3 separate regions of the Mus musculus genome follow, and regions 2 and 3 are each linked to region 1. A link is a contact called in public HiChIP or PLAC-seq data. All regions are on one chromosome and are shown on one strand. The core of a region is the stretch at or near the end of the contact, and the rest is flanking DNA. Distances in the headings are between cores, read along the strand shown. Region 1 holds the start of Wnt4 (wingless-type MMTV integration site family, member 4). Region 2 holds the start of Rap1gapos (RAP1 GTPase activating protein, opposite strand). Region 3 holds the start of Epha8 (Eph receptor A8).

The links. HiChIP or PLAC-seq counts read pairs in DNA pulled down with a chosen protein or histone mark.
Region 2: a contact with region 1 is called in an HNF4G HiChIP or PLAC-seq map of pancreatic cancer cells. The contact joins the promoter of Rap1gapos here to the promoter of Wnt4 in region 1. A contact is called at or near these places in 1 of 115 datasets of contacts at active chromatin or transcription factors (pancreatic cancer cells) and 1 of 9 other capture datasets (macrophages).
Region 3: a contact with region 1 is called in an H3K4me3 HiChIP or PLAC-seq map of embryonic stem cells, with 19 read pairs. The contact joins the promoter of Epha8 here to the promoter of Wnt4 in region 1. A contact is called at or near these places in 9 of 39 promoter capture datasets (the HPC-7 cell line, HPC-7-derived erythroid cells, cranial neural crest and 5 more), 2 of 484 Hi-C or Micro-C datasets (liver and nephron progenitors) and 6 of 115 datasets of contacts at active chromatin or transcription factors (embryonic hindbrain, embryonic stem cells, pancreatic cancer cells and 1 more).

What each region holds. Positions count from the first base shown.
Region 1 is chr4:137,276,344-137,278,972 of GRCm38.p6, reverse strand. It overlaps Wnt4 (wingless-type MMTV integration site family, member 4), which reads right to left and starts at 1,338. Exons shown (of 5, transcript NM_009523.2): 1 at 1,217-1,338. The coding sequence starts at 1,293.
Region 2 is chr4:137,705,302-137,707,930 of GRCm38.p6, reverse strand. It overlaps Rap1gapos (RAP1 GTPase activating protein, opposite strand), which reads left to right and starts at 1,325. Exons shown (of 2, transcript NR_138594.1): 1 at 1,325-1,409. It overlaps Rap1gap (Rap1 GTPase-activating protein), which reads right to left and starts at 464. Exons shown (of 24, transcript NM_001379234.1): 1 at 271-464. The coding sequence starts at 345.
Region 3 is chr4:136,955,530-136,958,158 of GRCm38.p6, reverse strand. It overlaps Epha8 (Eph receptor A8), which reads left to right and starts at 1,343. Exons shown (of 17, transcript NM_007939.2): 1 at 1,343-1,502. The coding sequence starts at 1,412.

The DNA of each region.
Region 1 (2,629 bases), core at 89-2,588:
GCCACTGCCCCTGAAGTGTTAATCAAATTAAGAATCCAGGAAAAACAATGCAGCCACTTTGGGCCTCAGAGGAATTGCGAGCTCTCGGAACAGCTGGGAGAATTCCACATCACCTCAGTCTCCCAAGCTCTGGGTGGCTCTGACCCCAACGAACACACTCCTTTCCAGTCTCCAGGGCCCTGGCTGGCCACAATGACCTCATAGCAACAGCCATTGGACACTCAGGGCAATTTCATGGGAGATATTTGTTCTTTGGTCTTGATGCAGAGAGAATTTTTCCTTTCCCACTGTCTCCATGGAAACCCCAGCTACACTGTTGGCTATCCCCCCTTCCCACCTCATGCTTTTCAGATCAATACAGGAGCTTGGCTCCCCACTGGCTGCCCACAGTGGAAGGCTGCAGAGCTCTGGGCAGGAGAAGTTGGGGCCAGGGTTAAGCCTGGGCCATAGGAAGTGCCACTGAGGAGGGATGAAGGAGTCTAAAAGCTGGTTCCTTGTTCTCTTAGTCACTAGCTCTTTAGCTCGCCTTCCCAGGGATCCTCCCGAGCGCAGACCCAGTCAGGGAGAGACACACAGGTCACCAGTGGTTACCACCCCCTTCCTTCTTAGGCAAGACCCTTAGAGGTGGATGGGGGTTGTCGCCTTCTTTATTAAAGGTTGGGAGAAGTTTCTTCCTGCCTCAGGGAACAGCGAGGAGCAGCCAGAGCCAGCCTGCGGGCTCTCAGAGGCTCGGCGCCCCGGTCCTGGACTTCTATGTTTGGCTCCCGCCCCCCAAGCAGAAACAGGTCTCTGCACGCCTCCAGCTCAGCCCGCAGCGCGGCGCGGCGCAGCGCAGCGCGAGGAGCTCGCGCCCAGACTCCTCGCGGTTAACCTGCTATTATGCTCGGGACGCTTTCCCTCGGAGACCTGTCAGCCCGCCGGTTTGCGCCTCGCTCCGTTCCCGGGCCACCGCCCCGCGCTCGCACCCCCGCGCGCCCTCGAGCACCCAAAGGAGCCTCCCGGTGCAGACGCACTGCCAGCCCTGCTACCCCGAGCCGGACTGGGGCAGCAGGGGTCCCGGGACCTCCAGAGGGAAGACCGGACAGTGGTGGTGGCCGGCAGGAGGAACCGGCGGGAGCGCGATCCTCGGGTCCCACGGCTGAGACACCTGCCGGGAGCCCCCTGCGCCTGTGGCCCCGGGACCCGCCCCGCCCGCCCGGTCCCCGGCCCGACTTACAGCCAATTGCTCGCGGCGGCCGAGAACACGGCGAAGACGAGGAGTCGCAGGGACCGCAGGCACGAACGGGGGCTCATGGTGCCGTGCGCGCCCAGCCCGGGGCAGCGGCCGCAAGGCTCCCGTCGGGGCGGCAGGTGGGCGCCGCGCGGACGGGCTGGGGCGCCGGGCCGGGGCGCGCGGCGGGGCTCAGCCTCCGAGCAGCCGGCCGCGCCGCCCGCTGCTGCGCCCGCTGCCCGGCGGACCCGACTGTCAGCGCCGCCCCAGAGCCGGGATGCGGCGGTGGCGGCGGAGGCGGGCGGGCGGCCGGCGGGGCGGGCCGGGGGCGGGCCGAGGATGGGGTTACCTGGGCGGGTCCAGCGGCGTGGGACAACCCCCCCCCCACGGGGGCGGTCCTGAGCCCGCGGGACTGGGCTTCTCCTGGGGGGCCTCCCCGGCCCGGCGCCCGGACGCGCTCGGAGCCTCAGCCCCGCTGCTGCAGGCACGCTTGGCCGCACGCCGCCCAGTTGGGCCGAGCTAGAGGCGCGGCGACCCAGCTGCTGGGTCCCCGCCCGGGGCCTTAGGGACGAGCGGGCACAGCTCCCCCAGCCCGCCGCTGCGGGCACTGCAGCGCCGCCCTGGCCGCGCCCCGCGGCCCCCCGCCGGCGCCTGGGAGCCGGGATCCCCGGCCGACCCCGGCGGAGCCACCGGAGCGAGAGCGGCTGCTACTCGCGCGCACCCAGTCGCTCGCGCTCAGGGCGCACCAGGCTGGGGTGCCGCCCGGCTGTCCCCACCGGACCCCTCCCCGCCCTCAGGCCCCCGCGTTCTGTGGTCCGGCCCCTCCCTAGCACTCACCTCCCTCCAGCCTTCCCGGAGCTGGACAGGGGCCTCTCTACTTCGGGCAGCTTGGGACAGTGGCCTGAGACTCCGGGAATCCGAAACCTCGCTTCTGGATCGCCCTGAGTTCTGGCGCGCTCCAGGCAGCGAGGTTTTGAGCGAACCCCTTGCCTTTCTGTGTAGACCTTCTGCTTAGGAACTGGAAGGCTGTGGAGGCTTCCTTTTAGCACAGGAACCAATCTTTGCTGTCTGCTTGGGTTTCTGTTCGATTCTTTTATTACTTCTCCCACGTCAGGCAGATTCAACCCTTAGCTTGGTGTCTGGCACAGAGTGGGTGGGTGACACGTTTGTGGAGTGAATGAATGGAGTGGAGATATTGCTTAAAAACCCATGCCTGGCTGGTGCTGAAGCTCAATTCCGTGTTAATAGTTACTTGCCATGGCTGGGCCACACCCTCTCCAGGTCACTGATAGAGCCCAGACTCTGGCCCTGCCTGAGGCTACATCCCACTGAGCTAGAGGAACTCTGTCTAAACAGGACACGAAAGCCCAGAGACCCTACTCAATCTCACTAAAAGCAAGGGGGAGAGAAAATGACCTG
Region 2 (2,629 bases), core at 76-2,575, 430 kb before region 1:
CCATCTGTGTGGAAAAGGCAGCAGGCAGTCCCAACAACAGTTAAACACACACCCAGTGTCACTGCAGCCCATGGCCACAGTGTCCCTACGTCTGACCCAGGGGCAGCTTTGGAAAACACTAGGGTGCTCCGTGTAGTTCGGGTGTCAGTCCAAAAACATACACACCCACCGTGACGGGGTTCAGGCACAGACTGCCAGACTCTGGGTAGTAAGGCTGACTGATGGCCCTGGGTCCCCAGTCGGCCAGGCCGCCCCTGCCAGGGTCCTCACCTGCCAGCCGGCCCCCGCCGGCAACGAGCCCCTCCGCGGACGGCCATGGGGCGCTGGGGGCCGCGGCTGCGCCATCCCGAGCCCCAGCCCCGGCGGCGCTGTAAGCCGGCCCGGCCCGGGGCCCCGTAGCCCGAGCTCTGCGCTCCTGTCCCGCCCGCCGCCGCTCTGCCTTCTCTGGGCTCACCCTGCTGCCGGGCCCGAGGGGGCGGGGCGCCAGGTGCGGGAGGCGCGGAGGAGGGGCGGGGCGGAAGGCCACCACGCCCACTCGCGGGGCGGCCGGGCAAGGGGCCCAGGACACTGCGCCTGCGCGCGGGAAGCCTCAGGCACTTCTGTGAGCAGCTGTGTCTTCCCAGACTGGAGACCCTGCCTCTGGGCTTCAAGGACAAGGTTCTTGGGACAGCTGTGCCCAGGGAATGCAGGAGTACTGGAGATGGTGCTTAAGCACTTTCTTTGCTGGACCCTTTGCGTGTCTCACCAGATCGCCATAACCAAGGAGGTACAAATGTCTTCACTAGAAAATCATATTCCAAGAGGTGCAATAGCTTTTTTTGCTAGAAAACCCCGGGATCCCTGGAAGAGTCTGAAGCTGCAGAGTCTCTGGCACCTCCATTGGCTCAGTTTACCATCTGTAAATTACAAGGCTTCTGAAACGACACCCCCCACCCCCAACTTGACCCTGAAGTCCTTGTGTCTTAGGCTGGTGCAGCCAGTCTGCAGCAGGGACAGACCCCAAGACAGATGCTGGAGAAGTCTGGATGCTCTAGGGGCAGGACTGTCCTCCAGCTAGGGGCGGGGGGCAGATCTCCTACAGCTTCCCAGAAGTGCTGTCTACTACCCTCTGTCCCCAGGGCCAGGGAGCTCCTGAAAGGAAGGCAGGCAGCACTTTCCCTGCCCTCCCAGACCTGGCCCAGGGTCAGGTTTAGACCTAGAGAGCCAGCGGGAACACCAGAGATGTGCATTCCAGACACCGAGTAGCTTTGGCTTTAATAATTAACAACAGCAAATATTGATTTATGCAACCACTTCCAGGCCTGCACACTTCCGGGTACCCAACACAATGCAGCCAGAAGAGCATCTTTTCCTACCGTGGCCCTGGGGGAGGCCAAAGCTGCTCAAATCACCGGCGATATGTAGGCCAGGTAGAGTGGATGCCGCCTGCGTATGTGTCTAGGTCCTTATCTGTGTACATGTGTGTCTCCAAGGCTAGTCGTGGCTCTACGTGACATACTGCATTGCTGTAGCATAGAAGTACCCGTGGGTAGGAAGGGGTGGGTAGGGACGCCTGGGGGGGTATTTACTTTCTATCTCCTTTATGTGTTCATGAGCAAGTCTGAATACACTATAGATATATGTACTTGTGTCTGTCTGTCTGTCTGAATGTGGTCTGGCTCCCAGGTTAGGTATAGGTAGGCCAAGTATGCACATGTATGCAGATTTTACAGTCCCTGAGTACTGCAGAGGGTAGCTCGGTGTCTATTTAAATGTGGCTCCCCAAAGAAAAGAAAATACAACCCCTGCACAGCTCTGGGGACACAGTAATACTGATTATTTCCAAAGCACTTCCAAAGGCGCTGCCCAGTGACGAGCTGGCAAGGTCAATAGAGAAGACACTCTCAGCCATGCAATGGTGACACACACCTTTAGTCCCAGAACTCAGGAGACAGAGGCAGGTAGATCTTTGTGAGTCCAAGGCCAGCCTGGTCTACAGAGTGTGTTCCAGGACAGCCAGCATTACACAAGGAAACCCTGTCTTGAAAAACTAAAGAAGAAGAAGAAAGAGAAGGAGGAGGAGGAGGAGGCAGAGGAGGGGAGGAGCAACAGTAGCAGCAGCAGCTGTCTACTCTATGTTAGAGGTGGGACTTGCCCTTAGGTACAGGGAGGTTACATGCCCCTCAAACTGGTTCCAGTATCATTGTAAATATGTAACAGAATAGGGTATTGAGGAAAACTGGAGAGTATCCCAGGCAGGTTCCCTCAGCTCACCAATAGCCTGCTGGAAATCCAAATGAGTCACTCTGGGAGCTGGTTTCAGTTCACAGAATGGGTCCTAGTCTGGAGGAGGGGTGCACTGTGGGGCTGTGGCGGTCTGAAGCTCACTGTCTGCGCTGCGTTAGCATGATTGGAAAGTGGGAGCCAACTGGGTGGAGGCCAGGAGGCTGAAGGATAGCGGCTTCCTTGGTAACTGAAGGGCCCACCTTGGGCTCTCTGAGCCTCAGGCTCCGAGGATCTGCAACATTAGCCTTCCCTCCAGATGGAAGGGCCAAAACCCAGGCAGGACAAACAACAGTCCCATGGCCAGGGGGAAGCCTCACTCTCAAACCCAGCTGTTCAAGCAAGTGGCTGCCATCAAGTGGCTGTT
Region 3 (2,629 bases), core at 94-2,593, 320 kb after region 1:
CTCATGTGGCCATTGGCACCGTGGCTGGAGCCAGTCAGTCACTCTGCCAGCTAGGACCACGAGGAGATTGCTGGTCTTACGTGGGTACTTGAGTTCCCCACTCTGGGTTCAGTCAGATTTGCCTCTTCTACCTTCTGCCACTCCCTTGACAATCTCTAGCTTAGTGACTGCTTGAATCTCTCTCTCTGGTGAAGAGGTGGCTCACTACATTTTTGAGGTAGTTTGTTCGATATGCTAGAAGGAGTTCTGAAATGGAACTGCCCCTCCCCTTCTGCGATCAAGATATACAGAGCAAAGAAATGAGCTTCAGAGACAAACCCTCTGGATTCCTCTCGAGCATCTAGCTGGGGGACCTAGCGTTAGTTTCCTTCCCTCCTCCTCCCTGCAGGCACATATGGGGCTTAAACTAGAGTGGGTGTGTTTATAATGCCCGGAAAGAAAGAGCTAACCCATAGGGCATGTATGTATGTGTTCCCCAAGTGGTCTTTGTTCACTCTGTGTGACCTAGGCAGAAGGTTGTGCCAATCAGGAACTGGTAGGTCCCATTCTCACTGGTAGTCATACTTTGAGTTGGTTTCCAGAGGTTGCTCAGAGGGTTGAACTGCGGTCGGTCCTCCCCAGGGGACATTGCATGATCAGACAGGACAGGATACCCCCAGCCTGCAATCCTCCCAGGATGGATGGGCGTTGCATAAGAAAGGAGCAGGAAACCTCAGCCACTGGCCAGCTTGGCTGTGTGCCCTTAAAGGATGCTGGGAGCTTACCTGGGCCCTTTCACGGAACTCTCACCGCAGCCCTGGGGCACAGGCCCAGTGATTCCTGATTTGCTCAGCCAGTGCTGGAAACTTGCCTGAAGCCACACAAGCCAGGGAGTCCAGCTCTCTGGAACACCCATCTGTATGGCCTCTCTGAACCTCGGTGACCACCCAGTCCTGGAGGTGGGGAGGCAGAGCGATTTGTCAACTCCAAGTACCACTGAGTTGTCTATGGGCCCATAAACTAGAAAGAATGCACGCGCGGTCCCCTGCGAGGTATTGCATGGGCAGGAGTGGGAGAACCGGCGGTGCGTCCCGTGTGCGTCCTCCGGGACATCCCCAGGCTGGCCGCGGTAGCGAGGTCGCGTGCTTGCGGTGCGGCCCACGAGTGGCACGGGGCCAACGCCCCCAGGCGCGAGCCGGCCCGGGCGGGCGTGTGCACGTGCTGCCGGCCGGTGGCCGCGGTGCGGGCTCCGCGTCCCGCCCGCCCCGGCGCTGATTGGCTGCGCGCGGGGGCGGCCCCGCCCGGGGCGGTGGCGGGCGCGGGTGCCCGCGTGCGGCTGAGCCGCGTGTGCGCCGGCCGGGGTGCGGGAGAGGCAGGAGCGCGCCACGCGCGGCCGCCGGGCCGAGCCCGAGGAGCGCGGCGCCGCCCGGCCATGGCCCCCGCCCGGGCCCGCCTGTCCCCCGCTCTCTGGGTCGTCACGGCCGCGGCGGCGGCCACCTGCGTGTCCGCGGGGCGCGGCGAAGGTGAGCGGCGCGGCGGGGCGGGGGCGGGGGCGGTGCTGCCCGGGGCGCAACTTCCCCGCCTCGACCTCAGCCAGCCTGGGCGCAGGATGGCATGGGCAGGGTCGGAGGGAGGATGCCCTGGGGACTGAGAATCGGAGGCTGGGGACAAGGGGACAGGACCGGACAGAAGACAGAAGAGGTATGGAGGAGAGAGGGTTCAGAAAGAAGGCAAGGGATGGGAACCGAGGACCAAACGGGCTGAAGGCACTGGACGGACAGGGAGACGCAAGAATCCAAAAATCGGGGACAAGGTACAGAGGACTGAAGGAAAGGGGGCTGAAGATGGCTTTGAGCACAAGGCCACGAACTGGCTGGGGCCAGACAGAGAACAGGGGGCTAGAAACACCGGGATGATGGGTGTCTTGAGAGTGGGGTGGGGGCATAGGCTGGCCAGGGAATAGGGACACATACACCCAGGCAGTGGCACCAGTGGCAGGAGGTGCAGAGAGCAATGGACTGGGAGAGACAGGCACAGTGGCTCAGAGAACGGGGTCTTGTCTGAATCAAAGCCAGGTGGTCCCTTCACCCGGGGCCCCAGCAAGGTGGGAGGGGCACCGAGTCCTCAGGACCAAAAGACTCTGGGAAATGACTTCTGATGAAGAAAGGAAGCCCAGAGCTGAGACTGGCTCCAGGGCTGCCCACCCACACCTTTTCTTAGGTCCCACTGGACATTGCAATGAACCAAGGGGTTTTGCCCCACACACCCTGGCTCCTGTAGAGACTCTCCTTAGCATGCTGTGCAAGACCACTGTTTAGAGCTAAAGCCGGTCTCACGAGACAGGCTGGATTTAGGATTTACCGTGTCCTCCAGTCCCAAGCAAGCTGAACTATTTGCTCAGAGAGCTCCATGCCCAGCATTCAGCTCAGGAGGCCCACTCAGCCCACAGGTTCATCCACATAGACCCAGGCTAGCAGAACCTCATGTGTGGACGGCACCCCCCTCCCCAAACCCCATCATGCACACAGCAGGGCAGCCATTGCACACACACACACACACACACACACACACGCGCGCACATGTGAGTATGTGTGACACCCACGTATGCATGTAGATACCGCAGCACAAACAGAAACAGACCCTCAGATTT